5 separate regions of the Mus musculus genome follow, and all the other regions are linked to region 2. Evidence: chromatin contacts called from public promoter capture Hi-C data. All regions are on one chromosome and are shown on one strand. Each heading gives the region's core, a stretch centred on a gene start, on an enhancer-like site or on the middle of the called end of the contact. The rest is flanking DNA. Distances are from core to core; before and after follow the strand shown.

Evidence for each region. Promoter capture Hi-C pulls out the DNA fragments that hold promoters and counts their contacts.
Region 1: a promoter capture Hi-C map of liver shows a contact between it and region 2, with 4 times the contacts expected there. The contact joins the promoter of Mlec here to the promoter of Coro1c in region 2.
Region 3: a promoter capture Hi-C map of pre-B cells shows a contact between it and region 2, with 3 times the contacts expected there. The contact joins the promoter of Cit here to the promoter of Coro1c in region 2. A contact is called at or near these places in 2 of 39 promoter capture datasets (liver and pre-B cells).
Region 4: a promoter capture Hi-C map of pre-B cells shows a contact between it and region 2, with 5 times the contacts expected there. The contact joins the promoter of Gcn1 here to the promoter of Coro1c in region 2. A contact is called at or near these places in 2 of 39 promoter capture datasets (liver and pre-B cells).
Region 5: a promoter capture Hi-C map of liver shows a contact between it and region 2, with 3 times the contacts expected there. The contact joins the promoter of Rnf10 here to the promoter of Coro1c in region 2.

Annotation. Positions count from the first base shown.
Region 1 is chr5:115,156,892-115,159,591 of GRCm38.p6, reverse strand. Mlec (malectin) reads left to right here and starts at 1,416. Exons shown (of 5, transcript NM_175403.3): 1 at 1,416-1,789. The coding sequence starts at 1,558. Gm35465 (a long non-coding RNA gene) reads right to left here and starts at 93. Exons shown (of 2, transcript XR_387598.3): 1 at 1-93.
Region 2 is chr5:113,907,428-113,910,127 of GRCm38.p6, reverse strand. It overlaps Coro1c (coronin, actin binding protein 1C), which reads left to right and starts at 1,422. Exons shown (of 11, transcript NM_011779.3): 1 at 1,422-1,517.
Region 3 is chr5:115,844,364-115,847,063 of GRCm38.p6, reverse strand. It overlaps Cit (citron), which reads right to left and starts at 1,408. Exons shown (of 47, transcript NM_007708.3): 1 at 598-1,408. The coding sequence starts at 693.
Region 4 is chr5:115,563,839-115,566,538 of GRCm38.p6, reverse strand. Gcn1 (GCN1 activator of EIF2AK4) reads right to left here and starts at 1,276. Exons shown (of 58, transcript NM_172719.2): 1 at 1,233-1,276. The coding sequence starts at 1,250.
Region 5 is chr5:115,271,590-115,274,289 of GRCm38.p6, reverse strand. It overlaps Rnf10 (ring finger protein 10), which reads left to right and starts at 1,395. Exons shown (of 17, transcript NM_016698.2): 1 at 1,395-2,033. The coding sequence starts at 1,877.

The DNA.
Region 1 (2,700 bases), core at 167-2,666, 1.2 Mb before region 2:
ATGAAGGTCAGAAAACCGCGACCCCTTCTTTTTTTTTTAGTTTTTCTCTGTATAGCCCTGGCTGTTCTGGAACTCACTTTGTAGACCAGGCTGGCCTCGAACTCAGAAATCCGCCTGCCTCTGCCTCCCAAGTGCTGGGATTAAAGGCATGTGCCACGACCTCCTGGCCTTTGGGCCCCCACATCCTTAGCAGCCTTAAGGGGACTGGGGGTAAAAAAACCCATGTTCTCTGCCAAAGCAGCTAGCGCTCTAGACACCGAGCCATCTTTCCAGCCTCCTATTTATTGTTATAGAGACAGGATCGCACTCTTGGAGCTCAAGCTGGCCTTTTAAAACTCCCGGTAATCATCCTGCTTTAACCTCTGAGAATACAGGCACGCGTCACCTGGCGTCAGCGCGCCCAGAGTTGTTTTATGTTCCTTTTTCTGAACCTCAAAAATCAAATTCAACCGGGCTTTCCATGTTTTGTCCGCATTATCTGTATGGACAGGATAAGTACTTATGGAACAAATGATTCCACTTCCCCCGCTTGGCTGGGTCGGAAAAATGGGAGTTGAGGCAGATACCCAAGGGCATGGACAATAACGCAGAAGAGCGCTGTGTGAAATGCCAAAGCAGGGAGCTCGGGTCGTGCCAGTGGTCCCCAGCAGGAGGAGGAGGAGGAAGCCCCTAGCTCCACTTAGGTTTCCAGGCCCGCCAGGGACCGTCGCCATGGAGACGCAGGCACCCTGGAGCCCCCTCCCCCTAACAGCCACGCGTTTCCGCTGCGTTGGAGCATTCTGATTGGACGGCCTCCTGGACGCTACCACACACCAAGCGCCTGCTAAGGGGTGACGGTGGGGACCGTATCCTCGCGGGACTCGCGTGTCCCGCCACCTGTTCACATGGCATCCAAGGGAGAGACGGGCCCCGATGCTCCACCCGGGGACAAACCATCGCTCGGCTTGCAAGAGCCTGGGCTCTTGCTTTCTGAGTTGAAGGAGGAGGGATGGAAAAGGCGGCAACGCCCCCTTCTGAGCTGACTCGGTCCCCAGCTCTAGAGCACCGGAAGTGTTGGCGACGTGTCAGTGCGCCCTTCTCTAAACCTTCCCCGGCCCAGGCCACCTTTCCCAGTCGACTGTGGGATTCCGGGGCGGCCTGGGCGCTGCACCCGCCACTTCCGCATGGAACCGCCGCTTCAACCGAACTCCCTCCCTGGGCGCGCGCTCCTTCTCGTGCCCCGTGGTTGGGCCGGAGCCTAGGCGCGGCCACTCCCCTCCCCGGACGCACCAGCCAATGGCGCGGCCGCTCTCGGCGGGGTGGTGGGTAATTCATGAGGGCCTCCCTCTGATTGGCTGAGGCGCTCCGGGCTGAGGGCTGGGCGTCGGGGTAGGTTGCTCCCGAGGTGGGAGGCGGCGCCCCAAGGCCGAGGAGGTGGAGGAGGAGGAGGAGGAGGCCCTGAGAGCGACATGTCCCGGGTTGCCGAGGCAGAACGGTCCGCTGCGCTGTTCTCCTGAGTTGGGGGCGGCCGGCCGAGGACGAGGGTCGGCAGGGGCTGCCCCCGCCGTGGTGGCCGCCATGCTGAGGCCCCGGGGAGCCGAGGGAACCGCTGTGGCGCTTCTCCGGCTGCTTCTGTTGCTGCTGCTGCTGGGACCGAAGCTCCGGGGTCCGGGGCTCGGCGTGGTCGGCGCCGCCGGGGCCGGACTGCCGGAGAGCGTCATCTGGGCAGTGAACGCAGGCGGCGAGGCGCATGTGGACGTGCACGGGATCCACTTCCGCAAGGACCCTCTGGAAGGCCGGGTGGGCCGAGGTGAGAGCCCCTCCGGCCGAGCCTGGGGGGGTCCGCAGCCTGGGAGCAGGGCGCAGCTGCGGGCCTCGAACCCCTTCCTCTCCAGCCGGGAGACCACAGCCTTGGAACGAAGTTTCTCTCTGCAGTGAACCTACCCCCAGCCCCCCAACCCCCCACCCTCCAGGGACCTGGCCAGGACCCAGGGCCTAGCCCTGACTGGAAGCTTCCAAGAGCCATCGAGGCATAGAGTTGGCGAGAAGTTTATATTTAGACCCTTTCTCATTTTACCTTGCCCCAGCCCCTCATCCCACCCAAGCTGGGAATGTAAAAGGCAAGGGTGGCCTTTTGCCTGGCGCCTGGAGGCCTCGCAGGTTGGAGGTCATCGACTCCGCTGCTCTGCCATCCATCGCGACGGTTTCCAGGAGATGCTTTGCCCACCCTACAGATCACCCGCCGTTTTCCGTGCCCCTTCCAAGCCCGGGACTGAGGCTTGATTCTTCGCCAGAACGGCAGGGAGTCTTCGAAGGGGGAATAGTACGGGAAAGTTTGACTGTGGCACCCCTCCCCTCCCCTCCTTTGGAATTTGTATGCTTAAAAGTCAAAGCCACCCGACGGGTGTCGGTATATCGCAGCCCATCCTGCCTATGAGGTCAACCTGTGTAAGGTTTGAGTGTGACCCCCGGGTGATCGTAAGACGTTTGATCCCAGCTTAGGGGGAAAGTGGGTTTTACAGAGTTTCACAGTTCACAACGGCCAAATGAGAATTTTGAGGGCAGATGGTTAAAAATACAGGTTCACAACGGCCAAATGAGAATTTTTGAGAACAGATGGTTAAAAATACAGGTTCCTGGGCAGTCTCTAGACACAGTAGACAAACTTTTTTTTTTTTTTTTAACTTAACTAGCTGGGACTCGGGTCTCTGCCCTAGGCAC
Region 2 (2,700 bases), core at 173-2,672:
TGAGGGCACTGCATGCAGGTGGTGTAATTACATACACAGAGGCATACACGTAAAATAAACACACCAATCTTTAAAAATTGAGCTTTGCAGAGAGTAAAAACTTGCTGAGCAAGCTGCTTCATTCTGGTAGACCTAGATTTACACAACACATAATTTACACACACACACACACACACACACACACACACACACACTTTGCCTAATTTTATTTTATTTACTTATTTAGAGACAGAGTTTCTTTACATATCCCTGGATGTCCTGGAACTCAGTATGTAGACCAGGCTGGCCTGGAACTACTGACGGAGATCCACCTGCCTCAGCCTCCTCAGTGTTGGGACTAAAGGCGTGTGCCTTCTGTTTTGAGGTGGCAGTTTATCTTAATTCCTGCAACAAGAATTCAGGGGTTCTACCACTGAATGCCGACCACAGATTCCTGGACATCTCTGAGGCTAAAACAAAGTGAAAATTCATCCCTCTGCGAATTGTAAAGATGCCTTGCTTTGGGAAATAAATGGCCCAACCCCTCAGCTGGCCCAGATCTCTGGACGCAGTTTCCTTAGATCTTGGTATTTCAAAGCTTGATATTTCTGAAGGGGCTTTGGCTAATAGTGGGATAACCTTACACTCAAGATTAGGAAACTGAAATCCAAAGAGGTGAGTGAAATGGTCCCTGGGTCACTTCATTTGAGAGTAACAGGGCTAGGACACATATCCACGTGCTCATATGGAGGGACTTTAGCCAGGGAGTCTTCATTGCTTCTCCTTAGCTCTCTCTCATAGGTGTGGTCCAGCCCAAGGGTTGCCACCCTGCCCTGGAGAGTAGTGGGAGAGAGCGTGGGTGAGAGGGTTGAACCAGCCCTGATGGAGGTGGGGCTAAGAACTTGGGGCGGGGCTTACGGTTTAAGTACGCTCAGGGCTGTGGGCGGGGCTTGAGGTACAGCAAATAGGATGATCATAGGTTCCCCGGGTCTTCAGGAAATCCGAGCGGGGATTTGCGGCGCTCAACTGGGGGAAGCTAGGTTTTGGGGGCGGGGGGAAACCAAGCCCTGCTCACGGACTCGGTGGGCAGTTAGATGCGCTCAAACGACCATCCTCATAGAGAGGCTCTGCAGGGCCGTGGGTGGAGCTTAAGAACGCCCGCTCTGGTTCTAAAGACCTGGGTGGGGCTGGAAGGAGCCCGTGGGCGTGGCCACCCGGCCATTCAAGTGCCCCGGAAAGCGGGCGTGGGCTCCGAGTCTCCTTGCACCTCCCCGCGCCACCACAGGGGGCGCTCTAAGGAGAGCCGGGCATCTAACCGGGACCTTCCGGAAGTGGGCGTGGTGAAGCGTGGTTCGGCGGCGCTGGTTGGGCGCGGCCCCGGCGCGGGGGCGGGGCCCGCGCGCGCGAAGGCCTGGGCAGCGGCGGCCGCGCCCCTCCCCCGCGCGGCGCTCAGTGCCAGGCGGGAGGCGGCAGCGGTTGGAGGCTTCGCGGGGCTTTGCAGCAGGGACTTCGGCGGCGCCTCAGGCACCCGGGCTCTGGTAAGCAGCGCGCGCTCAGGACGGGGCAGCTCCGGAGCGAGCCCGGGGCGGGCGGGCCGGCCTCCGGGACCCCGCGTGTGAAGCTCTCGGCTGACAGGAGCCGGCGGCGCCGAGTGGTGCGGGGCGCACGCGCATGCCCCGGGCGCTGCGGCTGGGGAATGGCCGTCTGCGGGCAGCCGTGGGCCCGGCAGCCGTGAGGCGGTGTCTGAGCGCTGCGAAGAGCCTGCGGCCGAGCGCTCACGTGGGGCTGGGTCCGCGGGGGACCCCCGGTGTGCGGGGCGCGCCCGGGCGGGGCTCCGCCTGGCTCGCAGTGCATGGCCTCCTGGACCCTGAAGACCTGGGGCGGGGGCGGGCTGCAGTGGCGTGGCCTGGAGGAGGAACCCTGTCCCGGGTGCGGAACCTAGTGACCCGCGGGGCAGGTGGGGCTCAGCCGCGCCGAGATGGCTAGGATGACATCAGAGGTGGAGGGTGGGGACGCCCAGCCCAGCTCTGCCGCCGGTCCCCCGGCGGGCGTACGCACAGCAGCCCTATCTATCTCCAGTGATGTGAATGAGCTGGGGGGAAGTAGCCGGCTGCAGGGCTTTCGGAGAAGAAAGGGGCTTCCTCCCGGAGGGAGGTGCCGGCCCCGACGTCCTTTTTTGGGAGTGTTCAAAGGGTTTTTTTTTGCAGGCTGGAAAAGGAAATGCAGGCTTTCTCTCCGTCGTGGTTTAGAATCACATCCTATATTTGGCCTTCATGTAGGCTGCCCTTGTTTTGTGGTGTCAGAACGGCTTGCTCTACACATTTCGGTCGTGGGATTCAGAGTGAGAAGCAAATTGCAAGTTGTTCGTCTCTCCCGGAATTGCTTCCTGTAAGCATTTGAAAGAGAATTGACCGCAGAGCGTGCTTATTCGCAGGGCCACAATATGTTTAGTTTTGGAAATGGTTGGCACGAAATAATTGTACTCCCATCCCGTGGCCTTCCCTACCGGGATTATATTCTAAAACAGTACTTGCGAGGCTCTTAGTCACCCTATATAATAAAGCGTCTTATTGTCCTTGTCTGGCAGCACCCTGACACCAGGGCCTGCTAGTAGAGGGAAGAACATGATGAAGTACAAGTAGTTGCTTCCTGCCTCCTTCTCGGGTGTGAAGGCAAATGGTAGTTCATATTCCTGTCTGTCCGCAGCTTCAGAGCAGCTGA
Region 3 (2,700 bases), core at 159-2,658, 1.9 Mb before region 2:
CCCACACAGGCAGCTCACAAACACCTGTAATACCAGCTCCCACATCCAAAGGATCCAAAGCTAGTTTCTAGCCTCTCTGGGTACCCAGACACAAGACAGATGCAGACAGACAGGCCCGTGTGCGTGCACACACGCGCGCGCGCACACACACAAATACACCCTAGAGACAATTTTGGTTTCTTCCATTGAAAGAAGCAAAAGTTTAAAAGTGTGGAGTATGGGCTGGCGAGATGGCTCAGCGGGTAAGAGCACTGACTGCTCTTCCAGAGGTCCTAAGTTCAAATCCCAGCAACCACCTGTAATGAGATCTGATGCCCTCTTCTGGTGTGTCTTAAATCAGTTACAGTGTACTTACATATAATAATAAATAAATCTTAAAAAAAAAAAGTGTGGAGTATGAGAAATGAGGGGACTCCCCTGGGGCACGTCCAGCCACGTACGTAATCATCAGCACAGTGGCACCTCAGTCCAGCTCAGGCAGGACATGTAAAAGAACAAACAGGATTACCCTAAGAATACCAGTCTCTGTCCATAATACAACCAAAGACGGCTACCACAGCAGACACGGGTGTGCATCGCTGGCTGGCAGCTGCTTACCTGGAAGAAGAGATTTAGCCTGGAGGCCCGACTGGCAATGGGCTCGGAGGCACTGGCCTCCGGCGGGTTCCGCACACCATACTTGAACTTCAACATCTCTCCGCCAACGCCGAAGGAACACTGGGGAAAGTCAAGCGGGTACTGACATTGAAGGCAGGAAGGGCTTGGCAGAGTCGTGTCTCCCTAAAGAGATCAGGATGAGGAGGTGGCGACCAGCCTCCACGGCACATGGGGCACAGACACAGGAAGGCCAAAGGTACTCATACACATAAGGGATGGAAATAAATCATTTCCAAAAGAACTACCAGCCATTGGTGGACTAGCAGACTGCAGCCTAATAAATCTCCACTTTTCCATTCTACCAGCTCTTTTCCCCTAGAAAACCCTGACGAACACAAATATCTGATGTCGCGTAGCTACATAGACCTAACCTGTGAACCAAGCCCAAAGGGTTTGATCAGTGAGCCTTGAGGATTATCCCAGGGAAAGGAAGGTTCACTGCCCCTGGAGGGTACAGAGATCAATGATCCTGAGGAAGATCGGTTGCCTGACTGACCAGATAGGCTAGAGAGGGAGAAAGACACAAGAAGGAGGCGCTGGGTTAGGCACGGAATAGAATACAGAGCCCACTTTCCCACCCAAGGCCTCAGTCCAGCTCATAGAATGAAGACACAGGAACAGAGAGATTAAGTGAGGGAGATAAGATCACACAGAAAATGGGAAGCGCCATGGGCAAGAATGCAGGTAAAGCTTGCAGGGGACAGAGACTGGTCTACAGGGGAATGGGTCCTCTTTAAGGGGCCCTGAGGTCCTCCGGCAGCACACCCAGAGACACTAACAACAACTCCTGCCCCAGACCCCAGGCTTCCCCCAGGACACCCCAAGGACGAACCAGAGACACTGGGTTGAACCCATTGTCCCGCCCCCAGGGCTGCACCCACAGACCCCGGGCTACCCCCAGCACACCCATGCTGCAGCCGCAGCAGACCCTCAGGAGCCCCCTCCCCCCGCTATCCTGAGGCCTTGGGTGGGAAAGTGGGCTCTGTATGAACGGGGTCGACCAGGGAGACCTGGGAAAGGGGACTGCCCCCCGCCCAGAGCCTCTCCAATCCCCCAACAGACACACACACAAACTGGACTCACACTCCGCAGACCCCCGGCTTACATTCGCCCCGCTCCGCTCCGCCCTGAGTCTCCCGCCCCAACGTTTGAAGGAAACGACGTGGGCAGGTCTCGGCCGTGCCTCAACCAATCAGCGCTCGCCATCTACTGATGGACAGCGGGGGTCTCCACCAGGACCCGCCCAGATCTCGGAGGGCTAGAGGAAGTGAAATGGAAAAGCCAATCACATTGTCTCTTCCTTTGACTAGCGACCAATAGAAAGAGGGCAAAGGAATCCAGGCGGGGTTGGGCTGGGAAGTTTGAAATTGGCGGTTGGCAGGATGCTGTGTTTGGAGATGGGGTCCCCTGCGGAGTCTGCGGCGCTGTCCATTTCTGTCCGAGCTCCTGCGGGGAGCTCTGCCCGAACTGCCTGCCTCAGATAAGGATGCTAGGAAACAAACTCCAGCCCTCTGCAGGAATGCACTCAATTGAGCCATCGCCCACGCCTAACGTAGGCGCCGGGGTTACGTGGGGGGGAATCAGGAAGCTGTGCGGTACAGCTGAGGCAGAGGAGTAATCGGAACCCACTCCAGCCTGCCTGCCTTGTACCTTTGGGTTGAGCCGCAGCAAGATCGTGAGGTCTCACCACAAAGATATGTTCAAGTAAATTTAAGCCAGGATCACTAGACCGCCCCCTTCTCTCAATGAGAAAACCCAGTGGCCATCAGTGTGTGGAAAGTGCCCAGCCTCGTTAGCAATGTGGGGGAAGGTGTTTGTGAAGAGGCGGCGCTGTTTACATTCACACAAGGGTAGGGTGTAAACTGACCTGTGAAGGGGCAATCTCGAAAAAGGAGTGTAGTATTTGCTAACACTGAGTGAGGCTCTCTGCACTCTATGACTACTAGGAATAGCTTTTCTAAATTATGTAACCGTGAAACGCATTCTAGAGAGCGAGCTCGAAATAGTGTTGTCTAACGCAATGGCAAAAGCTGGGGCAATGGC
Region 4 (2,700 bases), core at 27-2,526, 1.7 Mb before region 2:
CGCAGCTCTGTCTAAACAAATTACCAAACCCTTTTACTGAAGACCCTTGCAAAGCATCTTTTTAATGATCAGGTTAAATGGCTCCTCTTTGGCGGGCCTTGAGGATCAAACATAAAAATCAATTAATCTCACCCCAGAGACTCAAACTGTTTTTTAAATACGTTCCTGCCAGGCAGGGTAAGCCCCCCACCCACCCATTAAGAAGCCACAGGCAAGATGGCTACAAGTTCAAAGCCAACTCACTATATATATATATTTTTAATTTGTTTGTTTCTCAAGACAGGGGTTTTGTGTGTGTGTGTGTACCCATGTCTGCCTGGAACTCCCTCTGTAGACCAGGCTGGACTGGCACTCAGAGATCCACCTGCCTCTGCCTTCCAAGTGCTGGGATTAGAGACGTGCCACCACCGCGCCACCACTACCTGGCCTTGATCTACATTTTTGAAAAGGGAGGGTGGGATGGAGACATGGAGAGAAAAAAAAATTATGTTTCTTATTTATTATTTCATCCTTCCACGAGGCTACAAAAGAGGCTGAGATGGAGAAGGGGGTAGCCTCAACGCCTCCCTGAACTGCAAGGTACCCACAGGTGTGAACGCACAACGGTGTCACGACTCTTCGCAGGTGAAGACATTTTGAGATCTCACCCAGGACCCAGTTAACACCCAGCAAACCCACATGGGACCCTACTATTTTGTCTCAATACATCTTCCCATAAAATAACATAGGATATCGGTATTATCACCACCACCAAATGTTAAAAGGACCGAGACCCTGAGGGGTGATGTCATTGATCCAACGCCTTGACGAAACCAACGAGCGGAGGCTCAACTCCGAACCCGTATGGACATAAAAAGGCTACGCTCCGAGTGTGGGCACAGAGTCGGGGGGCCTCTGCATCGCCCCGCGGGCTCCGGAGAACCGTAGCCGACGCCGAGTGTAAGCTCTGCCACCGCCGGGACCCGCACAGCCCCAGCACGGCACCCGCTACCCCGAAGCCAAGCGGATGGCAAGATGCTCGAGTCCAGGGTCGCTCTGCTCGCCCAGGCCGGCCGGAGCCTCGAGCCGCGAGCAGCCGCCGCCCCCTTCCCCCGCGCCGCCGCTTCCGTCTGCGCCCTCCGCGGCCGTGGGCGCCGCAGCCTCCGCCCGGGCAATCCCGCCGCCCCACTGCCCGCGCTCCGGGTCCGGTCCCCGCCGCCCGCCGCGTTGGCCGCCGCAGCCGCCCGCCTCACCTGCGTGTCCGCCGCCATCCTGCCGGCGCCCAGTCCGGAACCGCTTCCGGAGCGCTTCCGGGTCACAGCAGGGCCCACGCGGCAAGGCGAGGCCTGGCGCCCCCGGGCGGGAGGGCGGCCGCAGGTCGTGCTCTGCAGCCCCTGGGCGCGGGATCTCCTCGATTCGGCCTCCCCCGGACAGCGCCCTGCAGCTCTGGCATCCTTGGGGGGATCCCGGGTCCAGCACCGACACCCCCCATCGTGCTGTTTCCTAGGCCCCAGGAATGAACCCAAAGACTAGTCTCAGGCCCAAGAGGCTTGGAGGTTAGAACAGGTGATGGTGAGGTACGCGGGAGGGATGCAGGGATGACCCGGGAATTGCGTGACCTGCTGGGAGCCTCAACTGCAGACAGCTAGGGACAGGGTTGAGGAAGAGTTCGATGTCTTAGGACAATTATTGAATTTTTACTATAACTCAAGAGTGTGCTTGGAGAATGCGGTCTCCAGGCTTCTTGGCCCTCAGCAGTGGCAACTATACAGATGGGGGGCCGGGCGTGGTGTCGCACGCCTTTAATCCCAGCACTCGGAAGGCAGAGGTAGGCGGATTTAAGGCCAGCCTGGTCTAAAGTGAGTTCCAGGACAGCCAGGGCTACACAGAGAAACCCTGGGGGGTGAGGGAGGGAGAAGAAAAAAAAATATATATATACACACACATAGATGTATAGTGACGTCACAAGGTTAATGATAGCAATAGGGCATTGCATTTGATACAGTATTCACCTACTTGTTAGAGCCCATTTTTTAAATCCTCAGCTTTTCAGACTTAACACTTACTGAATGCCTATATGAACCAACATCAAACTACTATCGGGTTAGAGGTTGCAATTCTAGGGTAACTTTTTGTCTAGTTACCTGTGATGCACAGGCAGTATTTTAGCTCTTGCAGCAGCTTTTTACATAGCAAGTTATTCTAGTTTGCACCCCCGATTAGTACATCAAAGCAACCCTACATGCACACCTTAGTGGCTAGTTATTAACTGCCCCTGTATTCAAGACTTAATCTACCAAGAAAAAACTTTAGCCAGCACGTGGAAACTCAACTACACATCTAAACTACACAAACACAAGTATAACTTCATTACTAAACACACAGCAGTGACTCAATTACTGCAGGCAGAAGGCTGAGGCAGATCAACTTCTACACCAATCCTCATCTCAAAAGGCACAATCAGGCCCGAGTTCAATCACCACTCACCTGGATACTCCTTGCCATAGCTCAGTATCACCATCTCAGGCCCTCTCAGACTTCAGTCCTTAAACCACGCCTAGCTCAAACCCAGCCTTCTACCCCTGCCTCAGCCTTAAGCAACAGGGCTCTGGACCTGCATCACTCTGCCTTGGAGCAGTAAGGCTACCTATGAACAATGGCTTGGACATCCAGTGATATACAGAAAGCAGACCCAGATACCAAACCATATAGATTTGGTAT
Region 5 (2,700 bases), core at 146-2,645, 1.4 Mb before region 2:
TTTCTTTTTTGCCCTGCCTCTGCCTCCCAAGTGCTGGGATTAAAGGTGTGCGCCACCACTGCCTGGCTTGGCCCGCACATTCTTGTTCCTTTCCCATTTATGATACTGAGGATCAAATCAGAACTTTGCCCATGCAAGGGCCCTGTGACTACACTACACTGTCTGCTTTTATTCTTTTTCTCTCTTATAAGGAACATGGTCTCACTATGTAGCACATGCTAGCCTTACACTCTGCACTTCCTGTCTCTGTTTATTTATTTATTTTTTTGAGACAAGGTTTTTCTGTGTAGCCCCAGCTGACCTGAAACTTGCTCTGTAGACCAGGCTGGCCTTGAACTCAGAGATCCACCTGCATCTGCCTCCTGAGTGCTGAGATTAAAGATGTGCACCACTGGCATCCGTCTTCTGTCTCTGCTTCTTGAGTATTAGTGATACAGGCATGAGCCACTCTAGTTCTCCTACATACACGATTGCTAAAATTCCACTCATCGGCTAGATGAGGTAGTAGCTTAGAGGTAGAAAACTAGATTGTGAGCATGGAGCTCTGGATTTGATCCCTAACAGCCCCCCCCCCCCAAATTCCATTCGTCCTGTGTGTGTCACATGACACAGCATTTCTAAGAAGTCCTCTTTTATCCCTCTCAAGCTGGGATGCTTTTCTATTGAAACGTGTTTGATTAGCATCTCCTTACTTAACTGTACTATGTTGTTTCTCTTTGTTGGTGTTTCGAATGTTGCTTCTTACCGATCTTTATATATGAATGTGGCATGCATACGTGTATGAAAAATCTTACACGTATGCACAGGTGTACATGGAGTTCTGAGGCTGCCATTGAGTGTTTTCCTCCAAGACTCTCCACATTCTTCACAGAATGGCTAGGTAGACTCACCATTTGAGCTAGTCTGGCTAGCCAGTTTGTTCTGGGAATTTCCAGATCTCTTGTCTCCGGTGCACCGGAATTGCAGGTGGGCCATCACACTCCACTTGGTTTTCTAAAAAATTTTGTGTATGGGTGTTTTGTCTATATGAGTATGTCTGTATACCACGTGTTTGCTTGGTATTGTAGGAGGCCAGACACCCACACATCTTTTTTTTAAAAAAAGAAAAAAATCCAAGCACTGGCGAGGAATATCTGTGAATTGGAAGCCAGACTGTTGCACACAAAGAGTTCAGGTCCCGTTAGGACTACAAAATGAAACATTGTCTCAAAAAGAAGGAACCCGCTAGGGAGGCGGGAAGGAAAAGAAACCTCGAACAGGGAAGAGAGAAAAAAAGCATTGGCAGGCACAAGCGGTCCCTCCCCTAGGACCCGGATGTAGGTAAAAGACTACACTTCCCAGAATGCACCACGCCCGCCTGGCAACTATATAAATAGTCCATCCGGGTTCTTGGAGATGCTGTTTGGCGACTCGTCGCCATTCCCGGAGCAGCTCGGCCTCGGCCCAGAGGCGAGTGTCGGTCGCTGTGTCGGAGACCCCGGTCCCCGGCACCGAGACAGCCAGCCCTCTCTCCTGCCCCGCGGCGGGAGAGCGTGTCCGGCCGGCCGGCGGGGCTCGCGACCCTCCCGCGCCTCCCTTTCCCCCGCAGCCTCTGCCCCGCCAGGCCCGGCCCGGACCTCCGAGCCCCGGCCTCCTCCTCCTCCTCCTCCTCGTCCTCGTCCTCCTCTTCGGTCACCGCCGCCTCTGGGCCCCACAACCCCACCTTGCCGCTTCTCCTTCCATTTTGAGAAGCTGAGGAAGGAAACAAGGAAAAATGTCGCCATGAAGGCCGAGAACCGCTGCCGCCGCCGACCCCCGCCGGCCCTGAACGCCATGAGCCTGGGTCCCCGCCGCGCCCGCTCCGCTCCGACCGCCGTCGCCGCCGAGGCCCCCTTTGATGCCGCAGAGCTCCCCCAGCGCCGCCGCCACCGCCTCCGACATGGACAAGAACAGCGGCTCCAACAGCTCCTCCGCCTCCTCGGGCAGCAGCAAAGGGCAACAGCCGCCCCGCTCCGCCTCGGCGGGGCCGGCCGGCGAGTCTAAACCCAAGAGTGGTAAGAGCCGGCGGGTCTGCCGGGTCACTTGGGGGAGGAGGGACAAACGACCCACCTTCCGCTTGCACTGACATCCAGTATTTACGGTTAAGCCGATCTGCGCTGCGTGGTTAATTTGGGCCCTTGCATTCATATTCAAAACAGCTGGCTGAAGTAGGCGCTATTCTTAGCCCCATTTTGCAGATGAGGGATCTGAGATTTTGGAAAGGGTTAAGGTCATCCAGGTGGCAAGCACCTCACAGAAGGCCTCAAGACCTGGCTTTGTGTGACTCACCGTCGGTCCAGGCTCTAAAACAATTGACTTTGTTTTCTCTTCTAGTGTCGGATTAGCTTTGGGTGGCATTCAAGTTTGAATAAGAGAGGGTGAGGCCCGAGGATTTTCAGACTTAAATCTGGCACCGGGTCTGCTCCTCTGTTTAAGAGGACTCATGTTGGGATGGCGTTGCTCGGCGTGATAGTAAAGCATGCAGACCCTGCATTCAGTTCATTTAGGTTCAGTCCTTGAGTTTGCTAATACACACTATTAAGTAAATGGGCTAAGCGCTTAGAGTACTTGACAACTTTTTGCCTAAATATTATGCCTGTTTGTGTGCGGTAGGTTATATGGGCTTGGCTTTCATGGTGTGTGTGTGTGTGTGTGTGTGTGTGTGTGTGAGAGAGAGAGTGA